2 separate regions of the Sus scrofa genome follow, and region 2 is linked to region 1. Evidence: chromatin contacts called from public HiChIP or PLAC-seq data. All regions are on one chromosome and are shown on one strand. The core of a region is the stretch at or near the end of the contact, and the rest is flanking DNA. Distances in the headings are between cores, read along the strand shown.

Region 1 (7,692 bases), core at 2,080-4,579:
GGGTTAACGATCCGGCATTGCCGTGAGCTGTGGGGTGGGTTGCAGACTCGGCTCAGATCCCACGTTGCTGTGGCTCTGGCGTAGGCTGGTGGCTACAGCTCTGATTGGACCCCTAGCCTGGGAACCTCCATATGCCGTGGGAGCGGCCCAAGAAATAGCAAAAAGACAAAAAAATAAATAAATAAACAAACAAAAAACCCCATCAGATGTGGTGACAAGGTAGAGCTTGCACGTCTCAGTGAGGAAAGGAAGCTAGAATCATGGTCAGTGTTTTTCAGCCTTACAATATGTTAAGGAAACCAAATTATTTTATCTTCTCCAGGAAATTGATGCTTCTTTATTGCCACTCTAATTTTTTTTATTATCAGGTAACTAGTGTTCCTCTCCTTTCATGAAGGGAAACATTTTTCAGTTCCTAACTTGCTAACAAGCAGGAAAAATCCTTTGGTTTTGTGTATTCAAGTAACATTCTGCTGTCTGAGCATCAGGAGTTGGGGGTGAGGCAGAATTCAGGATTTCAGGCATTGCCGATGGAAATGACATGGCACGGCTGTAGCGAAGGACACATGGGCAATACCTGCTAAGCAGTTTACCGCACTCTTTCCACGCCTCAAAATGTATCCTACACAAACCCTCGTTCAGGTACGCAAAGATTTCTACAAAGCTGTGTAATCGATAGAGCCTGGATTATCAAGCCAGACCACCTGTATGCTAGCTTGGCTGCTTATGAGCTGTGTGACCGTGGGCAAGTTACTTACCCTCTTCTCACCTCAGTTTTCTCACCTGCAAAATGGGTAGAATAATGGTGTCTAGTTCATAAGTGAGGCTGAATCATGTCTGCACAAAGATGTCCACATCCCAATCCGTGGAACCTGTGACCATGTCACCTTACACAGTAAAAGGGACTTGACTGTTTTAAGTTAAGGGTCTTGAGATGGGGAGATTAGCCTGGATTACCTGGGTGGGCCTGAGCAGTTGCAAGTGGCCTTCTAAGAAGGAGGCAGGAGGGTCACGGGAAGTAGTAGGAGATGGGACAGTGGGAACAGGAGGGTGGAGTGATAGGAGGAAGGGGTCAGGAAACAAGGAGGACAGAAGGCCTCTAGAAGCTGAAAAGACAAGGAAACAGATTCTCCCCTGCAGCCTTCAGAAGCACACAGCCCTGCCCACACCTTCATCTAGAATTCTTCTGTTTTTGTTTGTTTGTTTGTTTAGGGCTGTATCCGTAGCACATGGAAGTTCCCAGGCTAGGGGTTAAATCAGAGCTGCAGCTGCTACAGCCTACAGCAACTTGGAATCCGAGACGAGTTTGCAACCTACACCACAGCTCACCACAAAGCCGATCCCAAAGCCACTGAGCGAGGCCAGTGATCAAACCTGCATCCTCATGGATGCTAGTTGGATTCACTTCCACTGCGCCGATGGGAACTCCTTCATCTTAGACCTCTGACGGTCAGAACTGTAAGATAATAAACGAGTGTTGTTTTAAGCCAGTAAGCTTGCGGTAATTTGTTTAACTCTTTAGGGCTGCACCCGAGGCATGGAGGTTCCCAGGCTAGGGGTTGAATAGGACCTGTAGTTGCCGATCTAAGCCGCGGCCACAGCAACGCGAGATCCAAGCCTCATCTGTGACCTACACCACAGCTCACGGCAACACCGGATCCTTAACCCACTGAGCAAGGCCAGGGGTCGAATCTACGTCCTCATGGATACTAGTCAGATTTGTTTCCGCTGAGCCACGATGGGAACTTCAGTTTGTGGTACTTTGTGACAGCAGCCATATGAGCTAATACAATAGACGTGCTGTGAAGTTTCTTAATATATGTAACTGCTTCGGTGATAGCATGCAGCAACTGCCCATGCAATCCACTGCTCTTCTGTGGATTGTAGGACTATTTATAATAATGGAAAACTAGAATATTCCAAATGTCCATCAGAAAGGGCGCGATTGTGGAGTTCCCATTGTGGCTCAGTGATTAATGAACCCACCTGGTATCCATGAGGACATGGGTTCCATCCCTGGCCTTGTTCAGTGGGTTAAGGATCCGGCGTTGCCATGAACTGTGGTGTAGGTTGCAGACACGGCTAAGATCCTGCATTGTTGTGGCTGTGGTGTAGGCTGGCAGCTACAGCTCCAATTGGACCCCTAGCCTGGGAACTTCCATATGCCGCAGGTGCGGCCCTAAAAAGACAAAAAAAAAAAAAAAAAGGAATGGCGAGATTCAAAGCTTCATCCATCCTGTGGAACCACAAGAGTTGGAAAGAAGGAGGCTGCAGTACAGGTATTGACTTGGAGATGGGATAATCATGGCAGCCTTATTACACCACGAACATCAGGACATCAGGCACTGAGTGTTTTCCCGGCAGGATCTCCTCTGATCTTCCTAACATGAGGGACCTGTACCAGTCCTAAAGAAACCACAAAGTGATTTGAGCAGGGAAAGTCTACATAAAGAATTATTATCTGGGAGTTCCTATTGTGGCTTAGCGGGTTAAGAATCTGACATAGTGTCCAGGAAGATGCAGGTTTGATCCCTGGCCTCTCTCAGTGGGTTAAGGATCCCGAGTTGCTACAAGGTGCTGTGTAAGTCACAGTATCGACTTGGATCTGGCACTGCTGTGGCAGTGGCTTGGGGAGCACGCCCGGGGTGGGGGGGTAAGGCATGACCCCTAGTCTGGGAACCTCCATATGCCACGGATGCAGCCCCCAAAAGACCAAATAAATAAATAAGTAAAAATAAAAGAGAGAGAGAGAGAATAAAGAAAACTCTAAAGAATATAGAAATAGCAAATACAAGGAGCAGCCCCCACCCCTAGGCTGAGACAGATCACACCTGCTGCCCCACGTCTGAGAACCAGACTTGGTTGGAGAGGGAACGGCTCAAGCTCATTGGATAGTGCAGAACTACCCGGTCGTGGCCCAGCGGAAACGAATCCAACTAGGAACCATGACGTTGCGGGTTCGATCCCCGGCCTCTCTCAGTGGATTAAGGATCCAGTGTTGCCCTGAGCTGTGGTGTAGGTGGCAGATGCGGCTCGGATCCGGCGGTTGCTGTGGCTCTGGCGCAGGCCGGCAGTAACAGCTCTGATTAGACCCTTAGCCTGGGAACCTCCATGTGCCGCGGGTGCGGCCCTAAAAAGATCAAAAGACAAAAAAAAAAAAAAGAAAGAAAGAAAAAAAGAGAGCCACCTGGGGTGCTGGGGAAAGCTGTGTATGGGGAAATGTTTCACTAGGGGCGTTCCAAGCCTCCCACCGCGGTGGTAAAGGCTGCCAGTCACCTGCACAGCAGGAACCCTGCGCGGACAAATCTGCCCCGAGGACTTGAACTGGACAAGGTGGCTCCCGCTGCGGCGGAAGCCGCCGAGAGCGGCGCCTCAAAACCCGGAAGCAAAACCTCTTTCTCAAGCGGTGTCTGTTAGCGCCCTCTACTGGCCACATTGAACGTTGTGCCCATCTGGCAAAGCAAAATTATTTAAAGGGCTCACTCAGATCCATACTCACAGAGCAGGCGAACCTGATGAATTGGGATCCGAGAGTCAGTAAGTTAATAACTGGCACATACGCATTCGTTTCACTTTTACAGATGAGGAAACTGAGGCTCCAGAGAGGGGAGGCAGCACAACAAGTGCTAGGGTTTGTTTTGCTCTATCAAAGCATTTAGAAAGCAGCTTGCAAAATTATCCGTATGTCATTACTGTAATACTCCATTTAATCATAAATATGCATAGACATAATCTCCAGTATGAAGGACTACATACCGAATGCCACGCTTTTCCTTCAGGACATGGGGATTACAGGGAGTTCTCCTTGCTATGTTATTAGGTTGAACAGTATGAAATTCCTGTGTTTATTGGTCAAAATAGTGAAACAGTCGCAAATTCATACAGTTCAACATAATACTTATTTCTGTGATGTAATGCTTGAAGTTTTCACAATAAATGTGAATTTCTTTTGTAAACAGGAAACTATTTGTCTATATGCATATATGATTACATATACATGCATATATACATATAATTTCATTTTTATACATATAATTTCATCATACATATATGTCATTATATTTTTCATTATAAAAATGTATATAATATAAATGTATTATATATGCATATATGTATGTTTTGGAAAGTCCCACCTCCAACTGTCTCTTGCTCGTGGTGGTATCTTTCCCTCCAATAAAATAGAAACTTTAGGAGTTCCTGTCGTGGTGCAGTGGAAACTAATCTGGCTAGGAACCATGAGTTTGTAGATTCAATCCCTGGCCTTGCTCAGTGGGTTAAGGATCCGGTGTTGCTGTGTAGGTCACAGACACGGCTTGGATCTGGCATAGCTGTGGCTATGGGGTAGGCCAACAGCTGCAGCTCTGATTTGACTCCTAGCCTGGGAACTTCCATATGCTGCAAGTGCGGTGCTCAAAAGCAAAAAAAAAAAAGCGAAAAAGTTACTTTGGCTTCATTACTATTACCTTTCCAAAAAAAAAAAAGATTCTGTGGCTTTTGTTGTGTTTTTATGCTTATTTTTTTGGTTAGCAACTGTGATGCCTATTAAAAAAAAAAAAGCTGTTTATGGTTCTGGCCTGTCGTGGCAGGCAGAATAATGACCCCCTGAAAATGTCCATATCCTGTTCTCAAAACCTATGAATATGTTACTTGACAAAGGGGAATTAAGGTTGTAGATGGAATTGAGTTTATTAATCAGCTGCTCTTAAGATAGATTATTCTGATTTTTCCCTTGTGGGCCCAATGTAATCCCAAGAGTCCTTGAAACTAAAGAGACACAACCTGAAGCCAAAAACACATAAAAAGATGCTCAACATCACTAATTATTGGAGAACTGCAAATCAAAACTTGGAGTTCCTTGCCAAGGGGAGGGGGAGGGAGTGGGGTGGTTGGGGAGCTTGGAGTTAATAGATACAAACTATTGCCTTTGAAATGGATGAGCAATGAGATCCTGCTGTGTAACACTGGGAACTATGTCTAGTCACTTATGATGGAGCAGGATAATGTGCAAAAATAGAATGTGTAAATGTATGTGTAACTGGGTCACCATGCTGTACAGTAGGAAAAAAAATTGTATTGGAGAAATAACTATTTAAAAAATTACTTATCTGAATCCAAAGTTAAGAAAACGACAACAGAAAAAACCTTGGAGTTCCCATTGTGGCTCAGCTGTAAGCAACCCAACTAGTATCCATGAGGATGCAGGTTCAATCCCTGGCTCTGGTTAGTGGGTTAAGGATCCGGCACTGCTGCAAGCTGTGATGTAGGTCCCAGACTCGGCTCGGATCTGGCATTGTGGTGGCTCTGACGTAGGCCAGCAGCTGTATCTCCAATTCAACTCCTAGCCTGGGGATGTGATGTTTGACAAAGTGCCAATATCTCTGCTTTTGGCTTATCTGACGACAGTTGTCTATAGCTAAAAATCTTTTCCAACTGATTCCCATTTGAATTGGGCAAGGTGGGACCAGGATGGGGACGTAGGCAGATCACGGGAGGCTCCTCGGTCAGGTCATGGAGGCTGACTATCTGGGAGAAACAGGACTACTGAAGGAGTGGCACGATCAGATGTGCTCCTTAGAAACACCTATCACGGAGTTCTCTGGTGGCCTAACAGCTAAGGATCTGGTGTCGGTACAGTGGCTGTGGCCCAGGAAGTTCCACACGCCATGGGCACAGCCAAAAAAGAAGCATCTATTCAGCAACAGCCTAGGATAGGACTGGACGGAGCAGAAGCATCATGTGGAGAACACCCAGGAGGGCTGTGGATGGTCAAGGCAGGGAGCCCGGGCCAGGGCGGGGGCGGTGGGCATGCGAAGCATGGAGGGAGAGCCAGCGAGAGGGAAGCAAGGGACTGCTGGGCAGGTGGGCTGTGGGTATCAGAGGGTGGCTGGAGGCCAGCCAGGATCTGCACGGGAACCCTAAGGGGAGTCTGGGAAGGTGGATGAACAGGGAGCAGACCAGGGCCTGGAAGACACCCTGGCAGCAGAACCTTGGGGAGATGTCACGTTGGGCTCTACTTCGAGACTTGAGCTGCCAGGACTTCCCGTCGTGGCGCAGCAGTTAACGAACCAGACTAGTAGCCATGAGGACTCGGGTACGATCCCTGGCCTCGCTCAGTGGGTTAAGGATCAGTGTTGCTGTGAGCGTAGTGTAGGTTGCAGACGCAGCTCGGATCCCGCTTTGCTGTGGCTGTGGCTCCAATTTAATCCCTAGCCTAGGAACTTCCATATGCTGCACATGCGGCCCTCCCTAAAAAAAAAAGGCAAAAAACGAACAAACAACTCACTTCTTTCTCGCAACATAATTATTTTGACATTTCCCCATGCTATTGTGCACATCAGTGGTTTGTTCAAGATTTTGGACATCCCTACGGGCTCAGTGGGTACAGGATCCAGCGTTGTCACTGCAGTGGCTCAGGTCATTGCTGTGGCATGAGTTCAATCTCTGGTCCAAAAATTTCCACACGTTGCAGTCATGACAAAAACAAACAAACAGGAGTTCCCGTCGTGGTGCAGTGGTTAATGAATCCGACTAGGAACCATGAGGTTGCGGGTTCGGTCCCTGCCCTTGCTCAGTGGGTTAACAATCCGGTGTTGCTGTGAGCTGTGGTGTAGGTTGCAGACGCGGCTCGGATCCAATGTTGCTGTGGCCCTGGCATAGGCCGGTGGCTACAGCTCCAATTCAACCCCTGGCCTGGGAACCTCCATATGCCGCGGGAGCGGCCCAAGAAATAGCAACAACAACAACAACAACAACAAAAAGACCAAAAAAAAAAAAACAACAACAAAAAAAACCACAACAGCAAAAAGACAGAAAAAAGTTGTAAAACTTCTGCTGTTTAAAGACACAGTCACAGGGAGTTCCCGTTGTGGCACAGCGGAAACAAATCTGGCTAGGAACCATGAGGTTGCAGGTTCAAACCCTGGCTTCTCTCGGTGGGTTAAGGATCCGGTGTTTCTGTGAGCTGTGGTGTAGGTCACAGACGCGCCTTGGATCCCGTGTTGCTGTGGCTGTGGTGTAGGCCGTCAGCTACAGCTCCAATTCAACCCCTAGCCTGGGAATCTCCATATGCTGCAAGTGCAGTGCTAAAAAGCAAAAAACAAAAAAACAAGAAAAACTTAGCCCCAGGAATTCCCATTATGGCTCAGTGGTAACGAACCCAACTAGCATCCATGAGGATGTGGGTTTGATACCTGGCCTTGCTCAGTGGGTCAAGGATCTGGCACTGCCATGAGCTGTGGTAGGTCGCAGATGTGGTTCAGATATGGCATTGCTGTGGCTGTGGAGTAGGCCATCAGCCCCAGCTCCAATTTACCCCCTAGCCTGGGAACTTCCATATGCCACAGGTGCAGCCCTAAAAAGACATAAATAAATAAATAAATAAATACACAGTCACAAAAAAATGAAAAGGCAAAGCACAAGCTAAGAGAAAATATATTCAAAACTTACGCTGGCAGGGAGTTCCCTTGTGGCACGACAGGTTAAGGATCTGGTGTTTTCACTGCAGCAGCTTTGGTTGCTACTGTGGCTTGGGTTCAATCCCTGGTCCAGGAACTTCCATGCCAGGAGCATGGCGAAAAACCTCCACATACATTGACAAGGGAATTGTATCTTGTAAATGTAAAATCTCTTATAACTCAGCAATAAAAAGATAAACATCCCCATAGCAACACTGGCGAAAAAATTAAATGAATA
Region 2 (7,692 bases), core at 1,795-4,294, 190 kb after region 1:
ATCTCTGGCCTCGCTCAGTGGATTAAGGATCCAGTGTTGCTGCGAGCTATGGTGTAGGTGGAAGATGCGGCTCGGATCCTGCGTCGCTGTGGCTGTGGTGGAGGCCGGCAGCTGTAGCTCTGATTTGACCCCCAGCCTGGGAACCTCCACATGCTGCAGGTGCGGCCCTGAAAGAAAAAAAAAGGAAAAAGAAAAGGAAAAGCAGATGAACCTCTCTGACTATAAATTAAGTGCAAAGACAGAATGGATGGGGTTCTTCAGTGTCTCACATACTGTGGAGATAAGTGGTGACAGAGACACATGCGTCCACCGGCTCCCCTTGGGGCAAAAAACCTAATGGCCAAAGGGTTTGGCAGAAAGTGCTGCCCTAAGGATGCCTGCTCCAGACTCAGCCGAGCAGCCTCGGCCGAGGAGAGGACCAGGATCCAGAGCGCTGCGTCTTGCCTGCTGGACTGAAACACACGTCTCACCTGCTGATCTCCTCGGCCCCCATGTGAAACAGCAGATCGGTGGACGTTAAGCCAAAGATCATCCCATTTACCGAGAGGGTGCAGGGCTCCGGCACGAACTGCACTCGCTGAAATGAGAAGGTGGGACAACGTCTGCACACTGAAGCCAGAAACTTCTTCCCCGTGACAGCAGGGTGTCTCCAAGGGCTGAGGAGACCAAGCCAACGCACAGAAAATTACCCACTTGCCTGTTACTGTTATTTTTTGTCTTTTTAGGGCCGCACCTGCGGCATATGGAGGTTCCCAGCCTAGGGGTCCAATCGGAGCTACAGCTGCCAGCCTACACCACAGCCACAGCGATGCTGGATCCGAGCCGCATCTGTGACCTACACCACAGCTCACAGCAACGCCGGATCCTTAACCCACCGAGTGAGGCCAGGGATGGAACCCGCAACCTCATGGTTCCTAGTCGGATTTGTTTCCGATGCACCACGACAGGAACTCCACACTTGCCTGTTATGAGAAAGCAGGCCCCATGCACGCCTCCAAAGGGCACTCCCACCCACTTGTGGGCAGAGCGGGGTCGCCTCTGGTGCACGGGACTCTGGCTGCCTGCTGATTGGGAGGTGCTGATTGGGGGGAGCGCTGGTACCTTTTTGTCCTCTCGAGGCAGGTCAGAGCAGCTGAAGGGAGGCTGCGGGTACACAGGCTCGCGGTGCACGTCCCTCAGCGACGGGACAAAGACCAGGTGGGAGCCGGAGCTGCATCGTCAGAGGAGGAAGGAAGGTGCATGCGGGTGAGTCAGAACAGCTGGGTGACAACTTCAGGGGACAGGGCTGACCCCAGACCCCACCTCCAGGAGGACTTCCAGGAGGGAACTCCTCTACGAAGAGAGGGGCTGCTCCCCACGGGAGGCGGGAATGAAAGGCGGCCTGTCCCCGTGGACACACAACCGCTTTGATGGGGCTCAGGTCACCCAGGAGCGCTTTCTCCTGACTGCGTGACGTGTGTTCCCCTCTCTGGAGGGGAAGGGGGCTACTGGCTGGGAGAAAAGGGGGGAAAGGATTTGAGAGCCAGGAAATCTAGAAAGATAAAGATGTGACCACAAATCCTCAGAGCCAGACTGAAGCCAAAGTTCTGCCTCTTCACACCGTGTGAACAGATGTGGCTTTGAGGCGTCACGTAGCCTCCCTGCCTGGGGGCTCTTCCCTAGGGAGGGACAGGCTGCTAAGTGGGTCTGGGGACACGACCGGCTTTCCGGAAGCCTGCCCTCCCCTCTCTCTGGGGGAATCAGGGCCCTGGGTTTCTATTTCTTAGCAGACGGCCATACAAAAACGAAAGCAGTGTCTACCAGCAGGAGTAAAAGCAGAGATGGCAGATGTTTCCTTTGATGGAGGCAGGAGGAGAATCTCTAGAGTTACAACATACAAGGGAAGAAAAACCCCATGACTCGGGGGGCCAGTCCTTTGTCCCCTGCACAAAAGAAAGGGGTGAGACACCTCCGTCTCCTTGTCCCTGCAGCTGTCCTTGGCCGAGGGGCCCATGATAAACCAAACAGGCGGAACATGTCACTCTGGGGGCTCTCATGTCTAGCGCCCTCTCCTGCTAAAAATGCTGTGGTTTTGCAGAGGCAGGGGCAGGTACCTGTGCAGGTACGATACGGAGCTGCTTCCTCAAGTGGGATCAAGGCGTTGGTGACTGTTGTCACACTTATTGTGTGTTTGCCATGCCTGCTCAAAGTGTGAACTGAGATTTCTGTCCACAAAGGTACCGTGCCTACAACTTACAGTCCCTTTGACATGGAAAGGTTCCCCGTAAAAAAGAAAAGAAAAAGAAGAGTCCCTCGTAACTACCCAAGTCCACCTATTTGGGCGCTGAAGTCCGGCAAACGGGTTGGGGGTGACCAGAAGGGGACGGTCCGAGCTCCAGGTCCCCAGGGACACAAGGGGCAGGGGCACAGCTGGCCGCCGTTAGGAGACGGAACTGCTGTTTCCGTGCAGGCGCTGGCAGAGCAATGGTTAAGGAAGAAAGGGCCCCGGTGCTCAGGGTTATACAGCGGCTGCAGGGGGAGGGAGCGAGAGAAAATTCCAACTATGCTGAGCGTTGCACAACCTCATACATCATGGTGGGCGGGTCCTGGCCGCTCCCTCAGCTCCGCTGGGCTCTAGGGAGGGAGGAAGTGCTTCCTCGCAGGCTCTGGTTTTCACTGATAAACCAGCTTAATGCATTGCATTTCTGACCTCTCAGAATAAAAATAACCCCCCCCCAGGAGGGCCGAATTTTGGGAAGGGCGGGGCAGCCCCCTCCCCCTGGCGCACAGATGAAAGTGCCTGGCGGTGCTGGGCGCTCACCCCGGGGAACAATGCCGGGCTTGTTCTTTGTTTGTGCCGCTGCTGTCAATACCACAAGGGCTGAGGAACCCAAAACAGAACCCAATCTCAAATGGAAAGCACCCAGCCGGCGCTGGGGCCCTGCCCCGCAGTCCCTGCCTCTCCCGGAGGGGACCAAGGGCTGGCCAACCAGGGACACCTGCTAGGGTCTGCCAATCTCCAGGTCACAACCAGCCTGGAGGGAAGAAGGAAGGCGCTTGTGACATCTCACTGGAGCGGGGGCAGATCCAGCGGCCGGCTGGCACTGGCGTGACTCAAGTCCCCTGACTCTGGGTCAGCGAGGGGGTTTTCCCCCGTCCTTCCGAGAGGCCTACGACACTGGCCTGCGCTGCTGGTACAAGGAGGTTGAATCACAGCTAACTGACTCTGGGATCAGTTCTCACGGCCCACGGGCGGAAGATCATACATCTTGTTTTAAAAACCACCTTTGTTGCGGACTTATTTTTAAAGGCTTAGCCTGGGGAATGTTGGCTCTTGATGAGCTCAGCTACAGGGCGGACAATTCCCAGAGGAGATGATCCAGGACTTACAGGACTTCCTCTCGAACCCTGGTGCTGGAGGGAAGCGGCAGGAAGTGGGGCGTCAGCTTCCTGACAACCTTTCTATTCTGGCTTTAGGCCCTTCCTGGAGCAGAGGCTTTTCCTCCCAACCCAGCCGCCCGTGGCTCCTCGCCGCTGAGAGCCGGTCCTTGGGTCTGCGGCGAGGACTCAGGACCTCTACCCTCTCGAGAGCTTATACGAAGCCCATGAAACGAGAGAAGCACGGCCTCAGGGAAGGACTTGGGTCCAAACGCTCCCTCTCACAAGACCTTAGGCCCCAGGATTTTGCTGTGTAAGTCATCCAACACTCCTCAGCCTCGCCTGGGAAGATTCCCACGGAAGATGGGTTTACCCAAAAGGGAGTGAGAAAAGGAAGTAAAGAAAGAGCAAGGGAAGAAAGAAAGCCTGTGCAGCCTTTTCCTTTCAAGTGTGTTTATCTTTGTGTTTTAAAGAGATGCCTCTTCACTGGCATCTACACACTTGAAGTTCAAGAGTTCCATCTGATCTCTGAGTTCAAAGGATGAAAGGATGGGAACTACCGTGACTTTTGGACAGTTTCAGTTTCTTAATGGGAGGCCCCAGGGGAGCTTAGGAGTGTGAGGCTCTGTCCAGCATTGGGAAATCTGACCTTCGTGTCCCCTCGATAATGGTTCGCAGACATTGCTTGAAAACATCTTCAAATGGGCTTGTCAGTAGACAGCTCTGCAAGAAAAAAAAAAAGACAGATTTACAGGGTAAACTGCTGCTTATTCACTCGTGCGGTGACGCTGGGCTCCAGCTGCTGAGTGAGGAGCTCAAGGAAGGAGACACGACGATGGAAAAGACGGGCCCTCTGGCCTCCAGGAGTGAGTCTGGTTGGGGGCAGGAAAGGACACGGGGGCACAATTCATCCTCCTGAATGTAGCTGAGGGAAAGACGAGGAAGAAGGGTTTTCTGGAGAAGGTACAAATCTCCCGAGACAGAGGGAGGTGAGGTCCTCAGAAGGGCCATTTGTTTTTGTTTTTGCTTTGTGGGGACGCGCCTGCGGCATATGCATCTAGGCTAGGGGTCGAATCAGAGCTGCAGCTGCCAGCCTACACCACGGCCACACCACCACCAGATCTAAGCCATGTCTGCACACCTACACCACAGCTCATGGCAACATCAGATCCTTCACCCACTGAGAGGGCCAGGGGTCGAACCCGTACCCTCACGGATACTAGTTGAGTGTGTTACCACTGAGCTACAAGGGGAACTCAAGACGGGCCATTTGCGTTTTATGCGCAAAGGACAACAAGATGTGCGTCACGGAGCTGGAGCAGCCAGGACGGCACTCTCAGAGGCACAGCTCCAGGACCCGCAGCTCCTGCCTCACACTCGAGGGGGACCAGGACTCGATATCTGTACTCCTCCCCTTACACCCTCCCCGCCACCCATGTAAGTTGTTACAGGTGCAGGGTAAACTCCAGGAGGTGAAAGTAAGAGCATCTCCCGCAGCCCAGCCCGGTCACTTACCTCCACCTGTTCATGCTTAGCATCCAGGAAAGGTCCAAACTGCAGATGAGCCCGAGGGGGGGGAACAAAGGTACCAAAAGAACAAATCAGAACTGCACGTGTCTGCGAGCGCCCTCGGGTACCCTCTGCAAGCAGTTCTCTGCCCAGGGTCCACTTGTCCCTCCAAGGTCTCCCTAGAGCCTGGGACAGGGAGCAGATGGGACGGGGGCGCCCGGCCAACATCCCAGGCAGAAGGACATCCCCCTGGATGAGGGGACCACTGGGGCCCCATAACGATACTGGGATCTTTTCTTTTTCAACCCAGCAAAGGAAGTCTAGCTCTGCGCAGCAGTACGTTGGGAATTCAAGAGTGATGAGCTCACAACAGGAGTGAGGAGACAGGCAAGAAACTGGGGCATCGATGAAGAGCGGCACCGAATTTTGGGCCTTTGGACGAAGCCTGTCCAAACCCTACCGAAGACGTAGACCAAGAACTAAAACATATTTTTTAAAAGGAGGGGAGTCTGACACTCTTCCTACTAATTGAGAACCGCATTGGACCTTGTTCGTAGCCCGACTCCCCAGTTTCCCGGCTGGAGCCTCCCCAAGTGAAGCCGTCTCAGGAGGGCCCCTACCAGGATGCAGACGTCCGGCCGGTCGCGGTTGATGACGGTGATCAGGTCGAGCAGGGGCTCGAAGGCGATGCTGTCTGACGTGGTGTACGGCCCACAGGCCACCAGGACCATGATTTGCTCAGAATCTAAGACCGAAAGGCGTGTTAAGGTGCTGACGAGAAGATCCTGGGATGGTGGGAAAAGGACAGAACTCGATGCATCGAGTCTCTTTATGTGGGCAACGCGGGAATCCGAGAGGAACAAGACCACATTCTGCCCTCAAAGAATCCTCCGTCAGCAGTCCCTGCCATGGGACAGAGGGTTGAGAATCCGACGGCAGTGGCTTGGGTTGCTGTGGAGGCTCGGGTTTGATCCCCAGCCTGGTGCAGTGGGTTAAAGGACCCGGCGTTGCCAAAGCTGTGGCATAGGTCGCAGCTGTGGCTCAGAGTCAGTCCCTGGCCCGGGAACTTTCATAGGTCATGGGGGTAGCCAGTAAAAGAAAAAAAAAAAAAATCCTTCGTCAGCTGGCAGAGAGGTAGGTATGCAAATAACTATAACTCGAAAGACGTTTCCCAGCAGGGCACGAGTGACGGGAGGGAAGGGACAGTCAGGAAAGAACGGATCAAAGTGGCATTGCTTCCATGGCTTTCCTCCCAACGGGGTTTGTTTTTGTTTTAATTGTGGCAAAATATACATAACATAAAAGCATCATCATCTTAAAGGAAACACTTCAGTGGTAAGTATAACTCAAGGCTGTGCAATTACACCCTCTGCACACGCCTTCCCGTCTTGCAAAACTGAAACTCCGTTCCCATCGCACACGAACTCCCCGCTCCCCCAGCAACCACCATCCTACAGTCTGTCTCCGATTTTCATGACTCTCAGAACCTCATTTAAGGGGAATCATAGAGATGTGTCTTTTAGATACTTTGTTGACACATGTAAGTGGAGTTTTCTGGGAGCCTCAGATGGCACAGAGGTTGGGTGTGCTCCCTGAGGGGCAGATGGGGCGGGGGCGAGAGTGGCTGGAGAATCTGGGGCACCACAGTACCCAGGACGACAGGCTGGAATGCGGGACTCTTGTGTGATGGGCACAGGGGCTTGTTTTTGGCTCCCTTTTCGTCACAGCACCTGCTCCCCTTTCAGAGAACCAGCCTGTCCTACGCAAGGCCGTCTAGGCGGGGCTGTAGAGCAGGTGCACTGTCCCCCCGCCCCGGCCCAGGAGCTGGCAGGGGACCCAGCTCAAGCCACTCACACTCTCCTTGGGTTCTGGAATCTTAAGGTGAATGAACCAACGACAAAACAGGCTGGTGCTGACCTGTCCCCGAGAAGGTGCCCAGATGAGAGTCGGGTTATCCTTGCTACCTGGACCCTCTGGAGCCACCGGGGCCCTAATCCGGGTTGTAAGCCGGTTCCAGCCATCTGTCCAGTCTCTGAGCTACTTGGATCTCCCCTAACCAACTCTCTTTTCAGTCTGAATCAGGTTCCGTAACTTACAACAAAATCCAAAGATCCCTGGCCTCCTAACATAGTTTCCTAGCACGGCTGCACCAAATTACCGCAAACCCCATGGCTTAAAACAACACACATTTATTATCTTACAGTCGTAGAGGCCGGAAGTCCTAAAGTCGAGGTGTGGGCAGGCCTGCGTTCCTGCTGGGGCTCTGGGGGAGAGTGTTTTCTCGCCCTTTCCAGCGCCTCTGGGCAAGTCCTGGGCTCACACACACCCCCCCTTCAAAACCCCCAGCTTAACCTCTACTCTTTCTGACTCTCAGCCTCCTGGCCCCCCCCGCCCCTTGTAAGGGCCCTCTGATTCCGCTGAGCCACCTAGACAGCCCCTCATCTCCAGAGCCTCACTGTAATCACACCTGCAAAGTCTCTTTTGCCAGAGACAGAGTAACAGTCACAGGCTTCCAGGGACGAGGGTCTCTGCCCGTCCACCAGAGTGGCAACGCCACGAACTGAGAATCCAAGGGGAAGAGTAAGACTCGTGTGGTGCTGGGGCAGGGGACAGAGTTCACTTCGGTCCTGAGGAGCCCACAGATGTCAGGCCCAGGGGACAGCGAGTGCCAGGAGAGTAAGGCCCAGGCCTTCTCCGTGTCTCCACGGGGGCCCAGCCCAACACCTTGCTCTCAACCCATTCGATGCCTTCCAAAGGCTTCCCTGCACAGCTCTGGCTCCGGGCACCTCAGCCGGGTCTGTCCCCTTCATCACCCAAAGTCCACCC

What was found. HiChIP or PLAC-seq counts read pairs in DNA pulled down with a chosen protein or histone mark.
Region 2: an H3K27ac HiChIP or PLAC-seq map of skeletal muscle shows a contact between it and region 1, with 2.6 times the contacts expected there. The contact joins two enhancer-like sites. A contact is called at or near these places in 2 of 47 Hi-C or Micro-C datasets (retroperitoneal adipose tissue and subcutaneous adipose tissue) and 2 of 2 datasets of contacts at active chromatin or transcription factors (alveolar macrophages and skeletal muscle).

What each region holds. Positions count from the first base shown.
Region 1 is chr2:6,738,237-6,745,928 of Sscrofa11.1, forward strand. No RefSeq gene overlaps it. Among named protein-coding and RNA genes, the nearest start is that of SCYL1, 8.6 kb to the left of the region's middle. Within about 2 kb of position 3,330, at least 33 of the 83 cell types and tissues checked have an H3K27ac peak or open chromatin away from gene starts, as enhancers often do. A contact at or near this core is called in alveolar macrophages, retroperitoneal adipose tissue and skeletal muscle, where this site is marked.
Region 2 is chr2:6,924,752-6,932,443 of Sscrofa11.1, forward strand. It overlaps POLA2 (DNA polymerase alpha subunit B), which reads right to left. Exons shown (of 18, transcript XM_013994111.2): 11 at 5,487-5,611; 12 at 4,873-4,911; 13 at 4,007-4,080; 14 at 1,102-1,210; 15 at 471-577. Among named protein-coding and RNA genes, the nearest start is that of POLA2, 22 kb to the right of the region's middle. Within about 2 kb of position 3,045, at least 61 of the 83 cell types and tissues checked have an H3K27ac peak or open chromatin away from gene starts, as enhancers often do. A contact at or near this core is called in alveolar macrophages, retroperitoneal adipose tissue and skeletal muscle, where this site is marked.